Linked DNA regions of Mus musculus: region 2 is linked to region 1. Evidence: chromatin contacts called from public promoter capture Hi-C data. All regions are on one chromosome and are shown on one strand. The core of a region is the stretch at or near the end of the contact, and the rest is flanking DNA. Distances in the headings are between cores, read along the strand shown. Region 1 holds the start of Hps4 (HPS4, biogenesis of lysosomal organelles complex 3 subunit 2). Region 2 holds the start of Ube3b (ubiquitin protein ligase E3B).

Evidence for each region. Promoter capture Hi-C pulls out the DNA fragments that hold promoters and counts their contacts.
Region 2: a promoter capture Hi-C map of erythroid cells shows a contact between it and region 1, with 6 times the contacts expected there. The contact joins the promoter of Ube3b here to the promoter of Hps4 in region 1.

The regions. Positions count from the first base shown.
Region 1 is chr5:112,341,227-112,344,737 of GRCm38.p6, reverse strand. It overlaps Hps4 (HPS4, biogenesis of lysosomal organelles complex 3 subunit 2), which reads right to left and starts at 1,643. Exons shown (of 14, transcript NM_001359853.1): 1 at 1,575-1,643; 2 at 1-694. It overlaps Srrd (SRR1 domain containing), which reads left to right and starts at 1,698. Exons shown (of 7, transcript NM_001359388.1): 1 at 1,698-1,863. The coding sequence starts at 1,715.
Region 2 is chr5:114,378,814-114,382,736 of GRCm38.p6, reverse strand. It overlaps Ube3b (ubiquitin protein ligase E3B), which reads right to left and starts at 2,117. Exons shown (of 28, transcript NM_054093.3): 1 at 1,762-2,117. It overlaps Kctd10 (potassium channel tetramerisation domain containing 10), which reads left to right and starts at 2,232. Exons shown (of 7, transcript NM_026145.4): 1 at 2,232-2,311. The coding sequence starts at 2,309.

The DNA.
Region 1 (3,511 bases), core at 394-2,893:
TGTATGGCTGTCTACACTGGAATCTGTTCCAACTCCCCCCCAGGGAGTGCCACAGCAAGGAGAAGCATGCTGGATGGGCAGGGCAGCTTCTGATAGGATCTCTGACTTTGTGTACAGTCCAAAGCCATCCAGTGAGTTTCTTCAAAAGGTCCAAAGTTCCCAGGTCACACACACACACACACACCAGTATCTCAGCTCTGAGGAAAAACAAAGAATCAATTCTTTCAGAAACCTGTGACCACTCATGTGACCCACAAGGTTCAATAAACACTTGGTTTCAAAGCAGCCTTCAGAGCTTGTGTTTTAGAATAAAAAGAGTTCGGGTAGCAGATACTTCAAAGGCCTTTTTTTTTTTTTCAGCAGAAAATAGCTTTGCAGAAGGGAAACCAGACGACGAGTGTAGAAGGTACTGGGTGTAAGGGACCACACCAGTCAAATGGTCCCAAAATTAAGGAACTGGCACTCAGGAGCCTAATCAGAATGTGCGCAGCCCTTCAGAGTGCAAGAGAGAACTTTGACAGAGGGGAAGACAACTCAGTGTATCATGGAATACTCTGCCAGAAAAGAGTCTTGGCCTCACTCTGATTCTTCGCTCCTCCAAGAGAACTGTCCAGAAACAGGTGGTACAGGCATTAAAATTACTATCCACGAGGCTGAAATTTTCTGACAGTCTTATTTCACTGTGTGGATAACACTGGGAGGAAACACAAAAATAATTTAATCCTTTTCCTTGACAAGCCTTCCGTCATTTTCATCTATAGTCTTTGTTTTGTTTTGTTTATTTGTTTGTTTGTTTTTTCGAGACAGGGTTTCTCTGTATAGCCCTGGCTGTCCTGGAACTCACTCTGTAGACTCAGGCTGTCTCTGCCTCCCAAGTGCTGGGGTTAAAAGTGTGCGCCACCACCACCTGGCTTCATTAAGACTATAGTCTTAATCCCACTTTTCTGGTTAATTCCTTCAAGGACAGGATCTCTAAAGCTGGCCACAATCTGCCACCTGTGGAAATAGTACGTTGAAGTCTCTTAGGGAGGGAGCCAGGCATGGTAGTTTAGGCCTTTTATCCCAGCGCACTGGAAATAGACAGGCAGATTGCTGAGTTCCAGGCAAGCTATGGCTACAAAGCAGGACCCTCTCTTAAAAGCGAGTAAACTCTCTTAGGAAGAAGGAAGTGCCCGAGGGGCATCCCCCACGAACCCGAAAAGGCCTCTTAAATATCAGTCACCTCAACTACACACACCTCGTTCTGCAGCAAACACAGGGCGAGCACACTGTGCAGGGCATCTCTGTTCCTGGAACCACCCCTCCCATTCCCTGAGGCCTGCTCGGAGGACCTAACAGCGAGTTCTCAAAGGTCCCGATGAGGTCAGTGATTGTGTAAGGGACCTAAAGAGGCCATGACACCCTAAGAGTACAGGCAGGGGGACAGTGCGGGTGCGCGCGGGGACGGAGGGAAGTCCCTCGCTGGTCAGGAGCCCCGAACCCTGCGGCCCGATCGCGTGGATCAGGCTCGCCCGCCCGCCCGCCCACCGGGACCCCGGGCTCTGTCTGGCCGCCCGCGGGAAAACCCCCGATACCTGCGCCCGCCCGGCAGCCCCGCGATCACGCGCGGACCCACCTCCCGCCGGTGGGGGCTTGGCGATGACGTGAGGTGTGACGCAGCCTGTGACGTCGGCGGCACGGCGGCCGCTCTGGCGCACTCTGCTGACGTCAGAGCATGGCGGCGGCGGCTCTCGAGCCCTGGAGCGCGGTGGCTCCGCGGAGGAGGAAGCGCGCGGCGGGAAGGCGACCGCGGCCGGGCGAGGGGCCCCGGGCCGAGCCGGAGGCGGACGGCGAAGCGGTGCTACGCCGCCTGCGGGAGGCCGAGTGAGTGCAGCGCCGAGAGGCAACTCCAGCCTCAGTGTCCCTAACCTGGAAATGGGTGTGCCAACCCGCTGGGAAAGGCTGAGTTCTCCCTCCGGTGTCACTGTAGCAAGCTCTCAGTAAAGCTGCCATTCCCATTCGCTGCGGCTGCGGCAGTTTATCATCCTGTGTCCCTGTCTGCCACCTTTGAGATGGGGGTTTAAGCATTACGTAGGGATGCTCAGAGGATTGTGTGATGTGACTGTAGAGCACTCCCTGGCACCCAAGCTCGAGGTGGGGGAGGAGGGTGTCAGAAGGTGCTCAGAAGACCTCTGCTTTCACTGCATAGGTTAGGACAATCAAACTCAAATGTGAGGCTTGGTGGCAAGAACCTTTACCCTATAAATCATCAGCTCTGGATTTGGAGGCGGGATCTTGTACTATAGCTTAGGCTAGCCCAGCAGCCCTGAATTGGAGGATATCCCGTCTTTGCTGTGGGCCACACACCACATTGGTTATTATCCGTATTGTAAATCGAGGTTGCAGCAAACACAGATGTCAACATTTGCATCAATGGTTTACTGAGCAGCAGCTGTGTGCGCAGACTTTTGCAGCCTATGTATTTCACAGGCTCACTGGAATCCTGGGCACTCCGAGAGACATACAAAGATCATTGTTTCAGGCCCAGGCCTTGGTGACTTCAAACCCCATGCTTCCACCTAATCATTATCATGTACTCTATTATGTTACATCCATCTCCCCAGCACTTGGTCTGTACCTTCTTACAGGGCACATAGACGGTGCCCACCATACACAGGCTACACCGTGTTCTTGCCTTTTCTAGTTTTGGTCTTACAGGGCTAAGTTAGAAATGTTGGTAGCATTTTGTATGGGTCAGAAGGGCTGTGATGAGGGGGGCAAGTTACACTTAAAAAGCATTGGTGACCCAGAAGTTACCTCTGAACATAAATTACTGGCGGTGCAGCTGAGAGGACAGATAGAAGCAAGCAGTGCCTTAAAGTCTCGAGATTAGTGAGACATAGGTGTCTAGGACCTGAACTCTTCAAGGCGCACACCAGATAGTCATTGTTTCCTCAGCTGCTTCAGAATCTCCCAGAATGCCCTGCTTCTCCCAGCATCCTTCCAGGGGTGTGGTTATCACTCCTGAGCATAGAGAATCTGATTCAGGGCTACTTAGAATATTACAGAGTACTTTGATTTATCGGGCACTTCTTTCCTTAGAAGAATGTAGGTCGCCTGGGGGCAGTTTCTCTCCTCTTTGTCCCTAAACATTGCCTCTGGCATACTTAAATTCACTGTTGATTGTTCTGCCTTAGGCTGTGGAAACCAGCTGACCAGACCCTTGGACTTCCTCTTTGACCTTCTTTTTACCGTTATTTATAGTGGGGAAGCTATTGAGTTCCTGCTGAGTAGCTCATTCATTTCCCCCTGCTACTCTCCAGTCTTGAGAGGACACTCCCATCATAAAGGGAAAGTCTGAGGACTTTATTTATTGAACTGCATCTCTGCCATGCCAAAGTAGTAGAACACACCCAGACCATCCCTTGGCAAACCAGGGCCTCTTGATGGAGGTCCTTTTTATAAAAGGACTCAGCAATCTACATCCAGGCCATGGGAATGTCTTTCAGTAAGGGCTGGCTCTGTATCAGAG
Region 2 (3,923 bases), core at 868-3,367, 2.0 Mb before region 1:
AATGACTGCATGAAAACGGGACCCAGCACTTGTGACTCCCTCAGAGCTCTCACTTCTCTCAGGACCTCTTGGGATTTGATCCCTTTCCCAAAACTATCCCCATCTAAGAGCATACACACTGGCTTCTGCTTGCACTGCACAGTAGCTAAGCTTTGTGGGTTTCTTCATTCTTTCCTGTCGCTTTTCCACTTACACAGCTCATGAATCAAATCAGATGCACCCTTGGGCATCAAGTTCTTCCCCTGAGGGCCACAGAGAAACAAGACAAAGACTGTAACTAGAGAGGCCTTCAAGTCAGAGAGAAGGAGCCTCAGACCTTGTTCATCCCGACTCTACCTCACAGCACTGTCCCATGAGCACTCTGGGTCCCAGGTTCCTGGGATAATAACAATATTCAATTTTAGGGTTGTTAAGGATTGCATGGAACACTTGCCATTCTTAACCCTAATCTAGTCACTATAGTATTGAGATGAGGAATGGGAAAATATTGATAGCTGGCACTTGGAAACGCTCATCACACCTAAGGAAGCCTTACTGCACTGTCCTTACAAAGCTGAGAACCTGGTTTAGGGAAGTAAGAGTGCTCTAGGTAGAGAAATCAGAAAGCAATCAGTCGGTAAGGAGGGACGCAGTTCGCCTAAGTGTCTCATCCAATAAGAGCAGCAACATGATGAGACAATCAAATCTCGCCTCCCTTGGTCTGGGTTATACATTTAGTAAGCCGCAGAGCCAAGCTTTCAACGCTAACAGACAAGACTCTGCATTACTTCTACGTCCCCAGGCAACTTGCTTACAACCAACCTATTTGGTTGAGACTAACTTCAAGAAGCACAACATGTCGCACAGGAGTCCAGACTGTGAAGTAAAAATAAACACAAGTTGCTGAGCGACTTTCTTTTATGGTAGAAGTCGCTAGTTTCCCAGGCCTAAGGGCCACCATCTAAGTGTAGACCATGTAACAGACATTGTAGATCTATTTAACTAGGCCTCCCTTTGGAAGCCTATCCTGTGAGGCTACAACACCCCAATTTTAAAAGCCTAAGATAAGACAACAGCTCTTAAAGAAACCATTAATAAGCCAAACTATTGCTCTTAGACAGCTACAGCCTATCCAGATGGGGAAACGAAATGCAGAGGGCACATAACTCGCCAGTGTCCTCACCCACCGTCCCTGACTTTGAATTCCCAAAGGAATTACTTATCGGCAAGTCAAAAAGGCAAGGTTCAGGAATCACACACACAGAAAGGCACCACAAAGAGAAGTTGAGAATGCCAGGCACCCTGTGAGGCTAGCTAGGCTTAAGTCAAAATACGATCCAGTTTTTCCAGCTTTTGATCAAGAGCCGTCAGGAACCACACTAAAACGTATTCTAAAATAATCTCCGTAAAACAATCTAATTACTCTATTTACAGAGGAGGAAACTGAGGGTCAGAGATGGGACTAGATTCACCCAAGGTCACACAGCGAGCGACAGCACTGGGCTCGAATTCCACTTGGGGTGATCCGGAGGCCCGACGCCTCTCACAGGCACCGACATCAACAACCACAAGAACAAGTCCGTCTCGCCCACAATCAGTTGGCTGGCAAGGCCAGTCGCCTCGGCACGGAAATCAATGGAAGGGGGACAAGGAGATCCCCGAAGCCCGCAAGCCAGTCCCTCCTCCGACTTCACTCAAACCAAGACTCGGCCCCCCAGATAGCCTCCCTCCGTCCCTGGCCCCGCCGCCCAGAGAAGCGCCCATCCTGTCCCCACTCGCTACCCGCAGTCCGGAGATCTTTATCCGTTCGAGGCCCCGCACTCGGGGTCCGGGCCGCAGCGACCGCCGCCTTAGCCCGATCCCCCCGAGGTCCGCCAGCCCCGGGGCAGCGGCCGAAGCCCGGCCGCCATCTTGCCCCGGGTGTTGTGCTCCGAACACCTCTTGGGAAGCAAGCAATTATTCAGTTCCGGGAAACAACAGTTCCGCACTGCTTCTTTGCCCATGGAGGAGGTGAGGACTCCTTTCCTCTTGTCATCTTCTTTAGCAGACGGAAAGGAGAAACAAACATCCAGAAGTGGGACTAAACGCCTGACTCGGCCAAGGGGAGGCGGGAACGGTTGATAAAAAGAGTTCCCCCCATCTAGGGCTTACGGGGGTGGGGGGTGGGGGGGAACGCTTTAAGAAGAGTCCCTCTGCGGGGCGGAAGTGGGGTGTGGACGGACGCCGGAAGTGCCCGCCCCGGCCCCGCCTCCGCCCCCTGCATTGAGCGAGCTGGGTGTTTCCTGCCTCTCAGTCCGGATTTGGAGACTCCGGCGTCCTCCGACTTTTCATGGTGAGGGCGGTGGCCGCCGTCGGGGAGCTTCGGGGCGGGCGAGGGTGGCGACGAGGCTGAGCGGGAGCGGTGGGGCGCTGAGTAGCGCGTGCGGGCGAGGTCCGGAGCGGGGGAAGGGCTTCAAATGAAAGGAGCCGTGGTCGGGGTGGTGGTGGTGGGGATCTGCGAAGGGGCGGCTGGTCCTGCGGGCGGTGGTGGCGCTGGGCGGCGAGCCTGGAGTGCTGATGGGCGATGGGACGTGGGAGATCGTCGGGACAAAGAGACGGCGGCGGAGGCATCGAGACCGACGCTCGGGGTGGGGAACGAACGAGGGTTCGAGGGCGTGTGGAGAGGGGCGAGCGTGTACCCTTGGAATCGAGCAAAGTCTGGCCTCTGGGAGGCTGTGCCTTGAGTAAGGTGGGGTTCCAGGCAAGAGAGGGAGGGGGCGTCTCTGAACCCACAAGTCTGGAGCGAGATGACTGGTAACAGTAATTCTAAGGAGACATGTCTGAGGTCGGGGTACCCTGACCACAGAGTCTGGCCTCAAGTGGCACCTGGATACCTACCTAATCACTTCCCTTGAGGCCCTAGGTGACCACACCTCGGGAGTCCCAGGATGTCAGCTGTTGCTGTCTGCGTTATGGGATGGTTTCGGTTTACTTGAGATTCTCTAGGGTCTGTCCCTTGAATGGTTCTTTGTCCTTGGGTGGGGATGGGGGGCGGGTGGACTATTAACCCAGGTCTTCTTTGTCTGCCACTCACTCACAAGATCAGTCCCAAACTGAAGACAGATGACTCGGCCTGTGTCTGGCTTTGGTCAAGCTCTATTTGGTATAAAACAAGAGACACACACATTGGTAGAAGGCGGCCAGCAGCACCGGTAGACCACCAACTGGTCCCCTGGGGCTAACCTGGGAACTAGTTAACAACAGGATAGTCTGGGCTCACCGATGTATTTTTACAGTCTCTGTGTGTCACTAAGGATTTGGGCTGTGAAATGGAGGGCGTTTGAAACCAGATTCTAATACCTAGCTTCCCTAGTAAGCAGGATTGACAACATCCTCATTGAGACTGTTTGGAGAAGTTCTCAAAAGCAGGAGAACTGGGGGGGGGGGGGTGACTATCCTAGAAAAAAGTGTGGGGCTTTAGTTTTTGGCCTCCTTTAACTTCGTTTGCTTCACGCAGTAGCCCTGTAGCAGAGACCTCAGGTTAGTTTAGCCTCCTTGCATAATACCCCTTAAGCAACCCGCCCGGAAGAGCTCCCTTCAGATCTCCAAGGCTACTAGATAAACAGATTGTCTAATCCTCCTTTGTATCGGAATCACCTGAAAGAGCCTTTTAATCCCAAATTGCAGGCAGCAGCACTCCTTGCTGGCCTGGGGTCTCCGCCCAGGCAGGCAGGCAGGCAGGCAGGCAGGCAGGCAGGCAGGCAGGCAGGCAGGCAGGCAGGCAGGCAGGCAGGCAGGCAGCAGTGTCTTGGAAGCTCTGGTGACTCTAATATCTCCAGTTGAGAACACCAAGTCTTGAGGAGTTCAGGAGTGGAAGGGAGCCTGAGGGAGGAGGAGGAGGTGGGCCGGGCTTTGACTCTGTTCTTGGGGCAGGGGCAGGGTGAGGGTGGGGGGAGACAGTATTT